Regions from separate parts of the Sus scrofa genome. Here regions 1 and 2 are each linked to region 3. The links are chromatin contacts, called in public Hi-C and targeted proximity ligation maps. All regions are on one chromosome and are shown on one strand. The core of a region is the stretch at or near the end of the contact, and the rest is flanking DNA. Distances in the headings are between cores, read along the strand shown.

Region 1 (4,155 bases), core at 1,057-3,556, 300 kb after region 3:
CTGTTCAAGTTGAGTTAAATGTCAATCAAAGAACAAGTGGAAGGAATTTTAAAAATTTAGTACGTTTATAAATAGAACTTCAGGATTTGTAAGTTGAATTTAAAGATGTGAGCAAAAGCAGGTTTTACACTTATAATTGTAATGAATTAAATATTAACTTAAATCCCACCTAATGAAATAGTCTTTTCCACACACATTAGACATTATGAATATTCACAATGATGGGGTGTTCGAGGAGCTGGTATCAGCTGTGGGATCAGAAAAAGTGCTGGGATCTAAAGAAATCTGAGATGGAGAAGGCATGGCCCAGACAAGACAGGCACTCTTGTCCTGGACACAACTGAGAGGGGCCCTCAAAGCTGCAGTAGAGGGAACAGCTGAGACTGGAAGACTGAAACAGCTACATCAACCATTTTCTTGCTTGGAAAATCCTTTCAGTGGAGTTTAATTTCATAGACAATGCTATGGCCTGACACTGGTGACCAGAAGGGGGGACTGTTGTAAAGACTGCCAGCTGCACACCAAACCTTAGTCAAGCCCATTGTGGGCATCCAGCTAAACTACATTTCCCAGCCTCCTCTGCTATTAAAGTGGCCAAATGGCTGAGCCAATGAAAGGTGAACATTACACCACATCAGCCTCCTGATTGGAGAATCTCTTCAATGGAGTTAAATTTCACAGTCAATGGCAAAGCCTGACCCTGAAACCAATATTTCCCCATTACTCATTTTCTCTAGTTACTTTTTTTTTTTTTTTTTTTTTTGTCTTTTTGCCTTTTCTAGGGCTGCTCCCGTGCTGTATGGAGGTTCCCAGGCTAGGAGTCTAATCAGAGCTTTAGCTGCCGGCCTACACCAGAGCCACAGCAACGCAGGATCTGAGCCGTGTCTGCAACCTACACCACAGCTCATGGCAACGCCAGATCCTTAACCCACTGAGCAAGGCCAGGGATTGAACCTGTAACCCCATGGTTCCTAGTCGGATTCCTTAACCACTGAGCCACAATGGGAACTCCTGCTATGAACATTCTTGCACCTGTGCACCTGCAAACACACATGTGTAAGAGTTTCCCTAGGTAAGAGTGATAGAGGTTTGGTCATCCAGGCAAGGGCTGGATCTGTGTACTGCAGGGGAAAAGGGGTAGTGGGGTCAGGTAAGGAAAAAGAGAAATTCTGCACAATCTTAGACTTTGTCATTCGGTTTTTTGAGGTATCACGGCAGCTTCTCTACCATCCGAGGGGTGAGTTTATACAGCCATGCTCCTCTGGAGTCTCCACCTTTGAAATCTGCAGCCAGCCAGGAAACAAGCCTGGCCCAGGGCGCCACCTGCTGACTACCTGCCTCTTCTCCTTCACCCTAGACTGGGATGTTACTTTTGTCCTTTTGGCACAAACCCGTTCTTGCTGCTCAAACAGCAGTCCTGAACACCTCCTGCTCTTCTTCTTGACGTCAGGACACCCTTGGACTTGAAGGCAGACGAGATTTCAGGGTTTCTTTCCCAGTGTCCTCGAGGTGTGACACTAGAGCCAATTCTGTGGCAGATGGTGGGGCCTGAAGCTTCTTCCATGATTAGAAATCATTTCTTGCATCATATTTATGCTTTCCTATTCTGGAGCAGTGACAATAAGGCCACCATGGTGACCTTGATCAGTGGTGAGGGAAGAAGCGGGGGAGAGGAGTGACTCACTGTGCATTTTCTCTGTAGGTTAGCAGCTTGAGGTCTCAGGATGCGTTGGACCCTATTTTAGTCAACGGAATTTGTCATCAACTAGCGCTATTTTCCCCAATACGCAGATGTGGCAGAGGGATTGGGGGCAGACCTCTGTCACCACGGAGACAGTGACGCTGTCCTGCTAGGGGCAATTTGGAGTGAGGCAGGGCTAGAAGGCTGGAGAAGGCCCCGGATTTGACCCCCACACTCCCATGTCAGGGCCCAATTCGCGGCCCAGAAAGGGAAGGAATCCCCTTGGGTCTCAATGCGCCCCCCCAGGGAAAAGGTGGAATGATCTGAGCCCAGAATCCACTTGCACGGCTTTCTCCCAAAGCTATGAAGGCCCTTCTTAGCTCCCTTCTTCTCTGAGCTTTCCATCAAACAAGTCCTAGAGTCCACCATCCTTCGGAGCGCTCCCAAAGTCGCCGCGCCAAGATTTCCCCTTTAAGCGGCTCTTCCCCTTTAAGGGCTACGGCTTCTCCCATTACGCGGGCGTAGCAGACCTAAGGCCCCGCCCCTCCAAACAGCTTCCGCCTGGGCCGCGACTGCCGCGCGGCGGTCACTGCCACTTTAAGCCTGAGCCCCGCCCCTAGCCCCCCGCCCCCTTCTCTCCCCTCCCCCTCCAGCCCGCACCTGGTACCTCGGCTGGTCCTGCGGCTCTGCGCGAGGTGGTGAGCGCTGGGCCCCGAGGGAACGCGCGGACACCTTCCTGGTCTTCCCCCGCCCTTGCGGTGCCCTCGCGGGTCGCGGAGGTGGAGCTTGAGCTACGACCCGGGCCGCGGAGACGGGGTACTCGGAGCGCGGGAGGAGTGGGCCGGGACCAGCCGAGCGGCGGGGAGGGCCTCAGGTGACTTAGTGGGAGGGAATGGCCCACAGCGGTGCTCGCGGGAAACTGAGGTTGGGGGGAATTGGGCTTACGGTCCCGCAGCTAGTCCCCTCTCCCTTTCCCGACTAATTCTCCCCTACAGCCCAGGTGCAGAATTGTCCCTGGGTTCCTTGGGGTCCAGGCTCCTTCCTTGGGGGTCTCAGGCGCCTGTCCCGCCGCCTGAGACTGCAGTTGTGGAGGTCACTGGAGAGGCCCAGGCGGAGAGCGGTGGCTTTTGAGGGGGGCGGCAGGAGGGTACCAGCCTCCTGACTCCTGGCAGAGGTGGGGGCCACAGCAAAAGTTAGAGGGGTGGAGAGTGGCCGGCAGTCAGCAACCTAGGACGGACATCTGCCCACCTCCCCCAGATCCGGGCTGAGTTGTGGATTGTGGAAGGGTCTGGCTCTGGGACCTCAGTTCCAAATTTCTGTCCTTCAGAGATTGGGCGGTCACCATGGCAATGCGGGAGCTGGTGGAGGCGGAATGCGGGGGTGCCAACCCGCTTATGAAGCTGGCAGGGCACTTCACCCAGGACAAGGCCCTTCGGCAGGAGGGGTTAAGGCCTGGCCCCTGGCCCCCCGGAGCCCCAGCCTCCGAGGCGGTGAGTGTTCTTCTGGTGGAAACCCTGAGTGATGACTTGGGATGGAGGGTCCCCATGCCCACTTTGGGATAACTGCTTTCTCTATAGTAATTGTAGTTATCAACTGATGAGTATTTCCTAAAGCTTATACTAAGTGTCTTTGTATAGATGAAGGCAGTTATTTTATAGATGAGGGAACTGAGACTGGGAGAAGTTTTGTGACTTGTCCAAGGTCACATAGGAGGAAGAGCTGCAACGTTAACCCAGGGTTAACTGGGTTGTGTGTGTGTCATCTTCACCACGGTTCCATATTGTCTCCCTTTCTTTTGCTCTAGGTCTCTAAGCCTTTGGGGGTAGCCTCTGAAGATGAGGTAAATAAACATACCAGTCTGTTCTGCTGCATTTTCTGTTTGCCTGTTGTATTTTTACTTTCAACTTGGTTTACCTGTATTTCCATCTGTGAACTTCCCTGATAAAGTGAGATTTGCCTTAACTCTTCTGCTTGTTTTGGTTTTAAGTCGTCTTTGAGCATTTCCAAATCTATAGTTTGTTTCCTTTTTCCTCTTTCTCTCTTCTGACAGTTGGTGGCCGAATTCCTCCAGGACCAGAATGCACCACTTGTATCCCGTGCCCCTCAGACCTTCAAGATGGATGACCTCCTGGCAGAGATGCAGGAGATTGAGCAGTCAAACTTCCGCCAGGCACCCCAGAGAGGTGTGTCCAAGTCTAGTGCTGAGGCGATCACCATTTTCTGTGCAGATAGGGACAAGGGATTCCATATTTGGGTGCTGCTGCTATTGGGGAACTGGGGTGCAGAACGAGACCAAAGGAACAGTGTTTTGATGTGCACTCAGGGTTCCTTAGGCATGATAGACTGATGTGTATTTTTCTTAATTAGCTCTCTCTCTCTTTCAAGCCCCTGGTGTGGCGGACTTGGCCTTGTCTGAGAACTGGGCCCAGGAGTTTCTTGCAGCTGGAGATGCTGTGGATGTAACTCAGGATTAT
Region 2 (4,580 bases), core at 1,046-3,545, 320 kb before region 3:
TACACTGCTATACACAGAGACCATGCTCTCTTCCCCTTAGCCTTAGGGGAAGAATGATCTGGTGTGGGATCCTCAACATAAACTCCTCTCCAGGCCCCAACACATGGAAGTTAAATTCACCCCCCCGAAGAATTCCCAGAAGTCTAACCTAAGACATGAGATTTTCTCTGCCAAGGAACCCACAGGCAGGAGGGGGACCTCTCAAATTTGATGAAGAAGAGAAATTACAATAACTCCTCAAACAGAAGCAGAATCCCACAAAACATACCTCATAGCAGCAGTCCACAAGTGAATGCACTACGGATGAAACCATCACAAAGTCACCAAAAAGGTAAAGCCTTGACTACTCACAATAGAACTAATGCCCAGAAGTTCCTCCTCTCTACTAAGCAAGTAAATTTCAGCCTGAAAGGATAGAGAATAACTTCTCAAAGAGGTAATACTCCCAGATGACACCTGACTCATCCCCACTAAAAGAAGCATCTCCCATTTCCCTCTGAGGCACAATGGAGGCAAAGGAAAGCCATGGAAGCCACCAGACTCCTCTGCTCCTACTGAGCTAAGCAATCTAGGTCTCTGACTGAAAGTGGAAAATTCAATGAGTAGGGAGCAGGCAGTGTTTGGTCCTGGAAGCAGTCCAGGCTGGTGGCACCAATGACAAGATTAAGGTCAGAGACCTCGTGATGCCCTTCTAGTCACCAAGTTTTCCCCATCTCCTTCCCACATGGATGCTACTGGGAACCAGTCGGCTGAGACGATTCCCCCTCCCCCAAATGAAAACCTATGGAATCCTAGGGCTTGGCCAAAAATGCACAGAATGTCATATACAGTTAAAACTGTAGAAATCCAATAGAGAAAAGGGGAATTGGTTATAAAGGATTTGAAGGGACCATTTCACTTAATAACTTGTAGCGAGCGAGTTGGGAACACTCAGGAGTAATATATCTGGAGATAGTTATAACCCTTATGTAACATAAATAAATCTGTTCCCTTTTCTGTCACCAAGAGAAGCATCAAAAATACATCTAGGACCAGACCAGGACTCCAGGAAAGAATGGAAAGTTCTTCATTCGTCTAGCCCTAGTTCTTCCTCAAGGTTTTGGAATGGGAGTGATGTTGAAGATGATCAGAGACTAAGTTGAATGTGTTGAGGAAAGGGGTTGAGGGGATCCTCAGCTGTTTCTCTTCTAAATACTTGGCTAAGACTCAATAACAGGAAAACATCACCTACACGGGTGGCCTTGGGATGAGTGGCTGCTTGGAATCACATGCCCCTGCCCCTTGAGCCTTTTTGAGCTGCTCACCTAGCGCCAGGGAACTGGCAGGTAAGTTTCTGGAGCTTTGCTCACAGCCAAGAAGAGTTGGGGGGTACCCAAGTCAGAGATTGCAGGACAAGCCAAGTTACTAACTGGCAGGTGCACCCATGGCCATGACTGTCTTTCTAGAGGCCCTAAGTACAGCTTCAACCAACAACAAGAAAGGGCCTGGGGTAGGCCCCTACCCGGTGTCTTGGCGCACCATCTTTCAACAGAGACCTGACTGAGGAGCCCCACAGGCGAGAGAAGAGGGGCAGCGAAAGTGGGACCCCCGCGCCCCTGCGCCGCCCGTGGGATGCTGGCTGGAACTGGTGCAGGAATGAGGTGCAGCCTCCCTTCCCCAAGGGTGGCCCGGCCCAGGGCTGGTGCGCGGCGGTGGTTCCCCGCGTCGCTGCATCTGCTGCAATGCGCCATTTTCGGTCCCGCAGAGTTCTGCGCTGGGGGTGAGAGTTGGCAAGGAGGTGTCGCGCCCCCCACACCAGAGTCAACTCACATGTCTCAAACAGAGGAAGGAGAGGTCTGTCTCCTCTCCGGAGGCTGCGGCGTGACACCGGGTCAGGGAACTCTGCGGTGAAACCGACGGCAACGCCACGCTCCTCCTCTTGCTGACCACCTGGAGCTCTAGCTGCGGTGGAACTCACTGCAGCGGCCGCTCAGGCCCCAGTCTTTATTAGTGCTGGTCACGCCCCCGGATCACGCTGATAAACCTGTGGACCAATCCCCGCCAAGAACAGACGCCAGTCCTGAAATGAAGCAGGGAATAAAGCCTACAGTGCCCGCCCCTGGAAATTCGCCAGTCACGGCTCTCTTATCATTCGGACCCGGAAAATGAGCGATGCTGGGAGGATGTGGCCAATACAACTGTGGTTTGCTTACCTGTCTGACTAAGCGACAGGGATGGGTGGAACTATGGCCCCCCTCCTGGAGGGTCGGCTCCAGCAGTTTGAGTTGGGCTTTTTTGGTGCCTCCAAGCCAATCGCTGAGCAGTTCCTCGGTCCGGGCCCGCCCACGGCCCGCGTCTCCAGCCAATCACGCCGTTTCCGCCTACAGCGGCAAGCAGGTTGGCGCGTGGCAGCCGGGACTCCCAAACCCTGGGAGCAGCAGAGGTTCGGTTGTCTGGGCACCGCCCAGGTGCTCGGACCTGGCAGGCCTCCACCCCCAGTCTTTGACAGACAGCTCTGAGGAGGCTATATCCATCGAGGCAGAGCCGCAGGCTCCCCGGGCCGCTGGGCGGCGGGGATCCTTACGACCAAAGTAAATACTTTGGAGAGCTCGGTTCACCGGTTCTACACAGCCATCAAGCCCCTCGCTCAGTCTGTCCTAAATTTAACTTTCCCTCCCCAAACTTGCTTGTCCTATCCCTCTCGGTAGCTTACCACTTGGACTCAGTTGCCCAAACCAGAAACCTGGAAACCATGCTAGATTTTCCTCCCATTCATCTTTTTCTGCCCTCCTATAAATCACCAAGCTGAGCGGATTTTTTTCTTCTTAGTATTTCAATAATTCTCTCCCCTCCTCTCACTGTCCTGCTGCAGCTTATTATCCCTTGTTTGGCGTCCATCAGTTGTAAAATCATTCTTCCACGTACTGCACACCAACATAATGCTTTTTTATCACTTCGAATTTTTATTTTATATGTATGGAAAGTGGAGGTTTCTATAGATGCAGATTTTTACCATACATCACTCTCATGCATACATGCAAAGGAAAATAGAAAAGTAGCCTAGTGTTCATAAAACTTTTTCAGACACCGACTCTTACGATTTTTTTTTTCTTTTTACTCAGTCTTAGATGTGCATGATTTCCACACAATATAGTCCTCTGTGCATGCCATCAAGGGCTTTGGGTGATGCAGCATTTCTTAAAGAAATGTTCCTTTTCTGTCTGGAATTTTTCTTTCAAGACATCCATTTGGCAAATTTTGATTCTTATGAGCCAGTATGACAAATACAGTATGACCATTCTGGCTAATATAGTCAGACATCCCAATTTAGATGTTAAAGTGAAAAAAGAAAAGTGCCTCTTAAAATTAATGAAATATCATATCATTTTGTTTCATCTTGCCCTCATTCATATCCATCCTCTAAGAAACCACTAGGATGATTTATCAAAATGTCACAACCTGGAGCTCCCGTCGTGGCGCAGTGGTTAACGAATCCGACTAGGAACCATGAGGTTGCGGGTTCGGTCCCTGCCCTTGCTCAGTGGGTTAATGATCTGGCGTTGCTGTGAGCTGTGGTGTAGGTTGCAGACGTGGTTCAGATCCCTAGTTGCTGTGGCTGTGATGTAGGCCAGCGGCTTCAGCTCCGATTGGACCCCTAGCCTGGGAACCTCCATGTGCCGCAGGTGTGGACCTAAAAAGACAGAAAAGACCAAAAAGATAATAATAACACACTGTCTTAATTACTGTAGCTATACAGTAAGACTTAAGTATTTCTCACACACTGTTGTTCTTTTTCAAAATTAGTTAGCTATTTTAGATCCTTTGCCTAAAAGATTATTTTTAAAATGCATTTATGGGAGTTCCTGTTGTGGCTCAGCAGGTTAAGAACCCAACATAGTGTCTATGAGGATGTGGGTTTGATCCCTGGCCTCACTCAGTGGGTTAAGGATCCACCATTGCTGCAAGCTGCAGCATATGTCACAGATTTGGCTCAGATACAGCATTGCTGTGACTGTGGTATAGGTTGGCAGCTGCAGCTCCAATTTGACCCCTAGCCTGGGAACTTCCATATGCTGCAGGTGTGGCCATAAAAAGAATAAATAAATTAATAAATTAATAAGCATTTATGTAAGCTGGCAAGAAAGTAAGACTATTTAAGGACCACAAACTAAGTGAAAGCTGGTACCTAAAGAGGTAAACTGAGATAAAGCCTATTTTGCTTTGAGAGCATTTCGTTAAAAGTTGAATTTAGGCATGGTCATCTCATGTGGTGCCACTGTGGCATAGGAGACAGAATCCAGGGCCTGCATAGGGTTGGAAATCTAGCAGAAGTCCCCTATCCTAAAGCCAAAACTCCAGAGGGCAATATCCTCATTTAAAAGTGAGTTTAAAGTATGCTAACACCTGTCACTGCTGTGGCTTGGGTAGCTGCTGTGGTGCAAGGTTTGATCCCTGGCCCAGGAACTTCTGCATGGCACAAACACCCCAACTGCCCCTAGAGGAGTGCATAGAAAATCACTCATCCGGAAGTTAGGTGCCTCCTGGAGATCTTTCTGTTTTTCCTTTAAATATATGTAGACAATTTATAATCACAAGCTGTG
Region 3 (4,684 bases), core at 1,098-3,597:
GAAGATCTAGGTGTCTCGGGGTCTCTCAAGGGCTTGTCGGAGCCCTGGCTGGCCACAGGGGTTTCTGAGGGCTGTCCTGTTTCCTCCTTGGAAAGCATCTGCTTGGAGGGGAGCTCACTGTGGCTCCAAGGTGGCATCTGGTCCTCAAGGGAAAACCGGGTGCCCAGAGGCAAGTCCAGTTCAGAAGATGACAGTGTCTCCAGGGGCAGAATAGGTTCTGGGGGAAGATTTGACTTGGGGTCTTCCGTCTCAAATACATCACTCAGCTGTTTCACCAGTGGGCTTTGGAGCTCTGGGGGCGGGGAAGTGAAGCAAGATCGTGACCTTCTGATACAATCAGCAAGGAGGGAAAAGATACACCTGCCTTTGGAGTCATGCTATGGTGGATGAAGGACTGGGAAGAGAGAAGTCAAGGAGAGGGAACAAAGTGTTGAAAAAAAGAATGACATGGGGGAGTTCTCATTGTGGCACAGCGGAAATGAATCCGACTAGGAACCATGAGGTTGCGGGTTCAATCCCTGGCCTCGCTCAGTGGGTTGAGGATCTGGCATTGCCGTGAGCTGTGGGGTAGGTCACAAATGCTGCTCAGATCCTGTGTTGCTGTGGCTGTGGTGTAGGCCAGCAGCTGTAGCTCCAATTGGACTCTTAGCCTATGAACCTCCATATGCATGGGTGCGGCCCTAAAAAGCCAAAAAAAAAAAAAAAAAGAAGAAGAAGCCTGAGAGGACAGCCTCACTGATCCCACCCAATGATGCTAAGTGACAGCATTATCAGAATTCCCTGGACCCAACACTTAACCTCCGCTGCTGGTCTTCATGGGTGTCCGTGCAATGCCAAGGGTAGGAGAGCGGGGATCTGTGTCCTGGGCCTGCTTAGGACCCTCCAGCTGCTCCCCTGAAGGCAGGTTTGGCTGTGGAGAGCTCTCTACCTGTCGGGACCAAAGGCTAGAATAAGTCTGAGCCCTGACTCTTCTCTCCCAGATCTCTAGCCTCAGCTGACACTCCAGGTGGGAACTGGCCAAGGGCATCAGACACTCAACCTACTTCATCCAGATTGAGAATGAGGGAAAATAAGGCCTCAGAGGGAGGTGGCGGGGGTTGGGGGAGTAAGAGCTCTTCCAAAATCAGGTTAGGCAGAGGCCCAATAATTCAGTTTCGCGGCCTCCCCCGCCCTGGCCCAGGGTACCTGGATGGGAGTGCGTTGGATGCCGGCGCTGGGTGAACGGGGGTCCGCTACTCGAGCCAGAAGCTTGTTGTGCGGCGGAGGCCGCGCTGGAGTGACTGGGACGCTCTTGGCTGAGCCCATCTCAAGCAGGAGAAATAGGATGGGGCAGAGCCCGCCCCGGGCGAAGAGGGGATGCCTGTGAGAAGTGACTCAGGTCTTAGCCCTTACTGCGACCACGTTCGACTTTTGACCCCAGACCACCGGATCTTCCCCATTCCCCGCTGAGGAACAGTCTGGTAGCCAGGCCAGAGGTCCCTGCGGGGATAACGGCTGATAAAGCTGACAAGGCAGCGTCTCCGAGTCTGCTGGACCCTCTAACTTCTTCACTAATTTATTCAAATCACTTACCAGGCCCCAAATCCACCTTTGGGTGCAAAGCAGCTTGATCCTCAACTCCCGAAGCTGAGTTTCAAACTTCCCGCCACGCCCCTACCCTGAGCCTATTGGCTGAGCCGACGCAGGCTCCTATAGGTCCGCTATGTGAGGCCCGCCTCCAGGGAAGGAAGCCATTGGGTAGGGAGGACGTCTATCATAGAGACCGTGGGGCCGAGGGACCGCGGCTGGCCCAACCCAGGGGTGACGCCTCTTTGATAAGGGGACTTTTGTTCCTTATCGGGCTGCGAGTAGTCCGTAGTGAGATTTTGAGGAATGCCAGTCTTCGCTTTTGAGACCTCCAGTTTCAAAATCAAATGATTTTATTAAAAAATAGGATCAGGAATTATTACAGTTATAATCCAGTCGGAGACGGAGTTATGAAGATTTTTCTGAGGCCCTAAAGATAGTAATCCTTATTGGTCCGCAGAGTTAGCAATCACTCGGCACTAATCCCCAAACCCCGCCTCATTGGACAGCCCCCTTTCAAATACCAAGAATACTTGTCTGCTCGTCTATTTTCGAATTGGACAAATCCAAAAGAAGGTTTCTGGAATGGACGGGTTTAAACAACTGTCAGTTTCTGCTCTTCAAAAGAAGGCACGCAAAGTCCCAGAATCCCAGCAGCCAAAACTCCGGAGCCCACCTCGCTGCTCTACATGCGCTCTGCCCTTGGAGGTGTGGGATTGGCTCTTTCGACCAACGATTGCATTAGAAGCGCTTTTCATTGGCTTTAGTCGAGAGGCGGGCAGAGGGCGGAGCACTAGCCGGCAGGCTCCGTCCAACTGCCATTCTCGCGCGTCCTCCCTTCAGCGCATGCACCTAACGAGTAGTGCTCATTGGACGGAGGGGTAGGGGGTGGGGGACTAGAAGTGGGAGCCGCGGTGTGTGGAGGAGCTGCTGCCGGTGTCATGGCGGAGCTGAGTGAGGAGGCGCTGCTGTCAGTATTACCGACGATCCGGGTCCCCAAGGCTGGAGACCGGGTCCACAAAGACGAATGCGCCTTCTCCTTCGACACACCGGTAAGCCCATTCCCCACGCCCGCAGCGAGCACGACTTCCCCTCCATTGCCCTGGTCATTCTGCCGGGGCCTGCAAGGCTTGGACCACCGCCTCCCTGCGGTGCACCCTGGGACTTGTAGTCTCTCACGCTACTCTTGCCGTTGCTTTGGATTCGCGGGAGCTGTCGTGTGACTACTATCCCCGGAAGCCACCGCGCCCGCTTCATCCGCCCCCGGTCTCGGGGAGCACTGTGGGTATTGTAGTCCCTCACTCCCGTCATTGTCATTCTAAGCTAAAGGCGCCACCCGGTCGGCGGACTACATCTCCCACGTGGACTCCTGCGGAAAGCCTGGGAGTTGGCCTTGCCCGTCGCGCATGGCTCTCTGGATTTTGTAGTCTCGTTTAGGAGGGATGGGGCGACCCCCCGCTGTTTTGGGCCCGGGTTGGGGTATGAGGGGGGGGACTGCAGCTCCCAGGCGTCTGGTAGTTTAGAAGTGGCCATGAAGAAGGCTTGTTTTGAGAAAGGCCGAGTTAGAGAGCCTCCACCCATGGTTAATACGGACAGAGGGCGGGGAGGTGGGTCATTGGTGGTACGGAGGGGAGGAAAGAGGAGAGGAAAGCTCTAGTCGTTTCTCCTTGGAGGTGAATTATGGCCACGGCCCACCCCGCCCCTTTCCCCTGCCCATCACATAGAGCGGAGGGAACCCCTTTGAAAGTATTCCCAGAGAGATGGTTTCTTTCGTGGGAGATACTAAGGCCCCTTTCCCATCCTGCTCCCACTCTTGACTAGTTAGACAAAGCAGCCACCCACACCATGCTTTACGTTTTGCAGGCTCCACCCAGTACCTCCCTTCCTGCAGTTCTGCCTTCCTGTGTCACCCTTGGGCCGCCAGCTGGGTAGGAGTCCGATTGGGATCCGCCCCCCTCACCACCCCTCCCTCAAGCCGCTGCTGGGCCCTGCCCAGGGTGTTCAGCCAGACCAGCTCATGGCCTGGAAAACTGCAAGTCAGAGTGGAAAGGCTTCGTTAATACATCGCCAGTGCTGAGCAGAGCAGCGTGACCTAAGGCCCAGTTCAGGATCATCACTGTGATTTGTGGGTTGCTTGGTTTGCTGGGCTTTGATCTGGGCCTCAGACAATGTGCTGCTTCTCTGAAGTCTGGCTCTGGCAGAGCTAAAAGAGGACTGCTCAGAGCAGAGCTCCAGGGTTCCCAATCCTTGGTGGAATCAGCATCTTTTATTTCCAGCAGAGAAGTTTAATCACTGCATAGCTCCCACCCGCCTCCCAGTTTATCATGTGCATGGCCTGGTGAAGCACTGTCTTTCTCAGGAAGGAAAAGAGTTGTTTTTTTAATTAATTATCAACAGATGGTAGAAGTCTCCCTTCTTTCACTTACCTGCAGTGGCTCCCTCTTGACACTCCTGTCTCCCTAGTAATGGTTTGAATCATCCAAAGGAGGTTTCGTAATCTTTACACTTTCCTTCTCTCACCCCAAGTCAAGAGAGCTCCATTCGTTGGCTTTGCTGGCCAACTTCTGACATATTTGATTATCTTCAAATTGGGTTCTTGGTAGAAAGAGAGCTTATTTGACCTCCCTGATAAGAATGCTCAGTTTATTCATGAACGCTGTAATCCATGCTCTTCTAGGGAGTGGTACAGAGCAATCTGTGGGGCTGAGAACTGCCACACGGTGCCCTGTTTTCAGTTTCACAGCAGAGAATTTTTCAAGGCCACGGAGGCTTTTTCTTGTTTTTCTTTCTACGGCCACACCTGTGGCACATGGATGTTCCCAGGCTAGGGGTTGAATGGGAGCTGCAGCTGCGGTCTACACCACAGCCACAGCAACCCCAGCTCCGAGCCACCTCTGGGAACTACGCTGCAACTTGTGGCAACGCCAAGTCCTTAACCCACTGAGCGAGGCCAGGGATCGAGTGCATCCTCACAATGCTGAGCTCCCATGGGAATGCCAAGGCCACGGAGGCTTTCATTCCAGGAAGAAGAAGCCTGTTGCTTGGATCTAGAGGAAGACTGTTGTCGTCCCCAGTTCCCTCCTGCCCCTTCTCCATCACTCTCTCCATAAGGGCACTG

Evidence for each region. Hi-C and Micro-C count contacts between places; a contact is called where the count stands out from the background.
Region 1: a contact with region 3 is called in a targeted proximity ligation map of alveolar macrophages. A contact is called at or near these places in 1 of 5 promoter capture datasets (liver) and 1 of 2 datasets of targeted methods (alveolar macrophages).
Region 2: a Hi-C map of liver shows a contact between it and region 3, with 4 times the contacts expected there. A contact is called at or near these places in 1 of 5 promoter capture datasets (fetal liver), 1 of 47 Hi-C or Micro-C datasets (liver) and 1 of 2 datasets of targeted methods (alveolar macrophages).

The regions. Positions count from the first base shown.
Region 1 is chr5:63,560,913-63,565,067 of Sscrofa11.1, reverse strand. It overlaps PEX5 (peroxisomal biogenesis factor 5), which reads left to right and starts at 2,306. Exons shown (of 17, transcript XM_013988424.2): 1 at 2,306-2,555; 2 at 3,009-3,171; 3 at 3,486-3,521; 4 at 3,732-3,864; 5 at 4,067-4,155. The coding sequence starts at 3,025.
Region 2 is chr5:64,179,211-64,183,790 of Sscrofa11.1, reverse strand. It overlaps VAMP1 (vesicle-associated membrane protein 1), which reads right to left and starts at 2,295. Exons shown (of 6, transcript XM_005653160.3): 1 at 2,193-2,295; 2 at 1,810-2,059. The coding sequence starts at 1,811.
Region 3 is chr5:63,856,498-63,861,181 of Sscrofa11.1, reverse strand. It overlaps USP5 (ubiquitin carboxyl-terminal hydrolase 5), which reads left to right and starts at 2,347. Exons shown (of 20, transcript XM_001925784.6): 1 at 2,347-2,618. The coding sequence starts at 2,508. It overlaps CDCA3 (cell division cycle-associated protein 3), which reads right to left and starts at 2,277. Exons shown (of 6, transcript XM_013987400.2): 1 at 1,573-2,277; 2 at 1,186-1,360; 3 at 799-928; 4 at 1-292. The coding sequence starts at 1,305.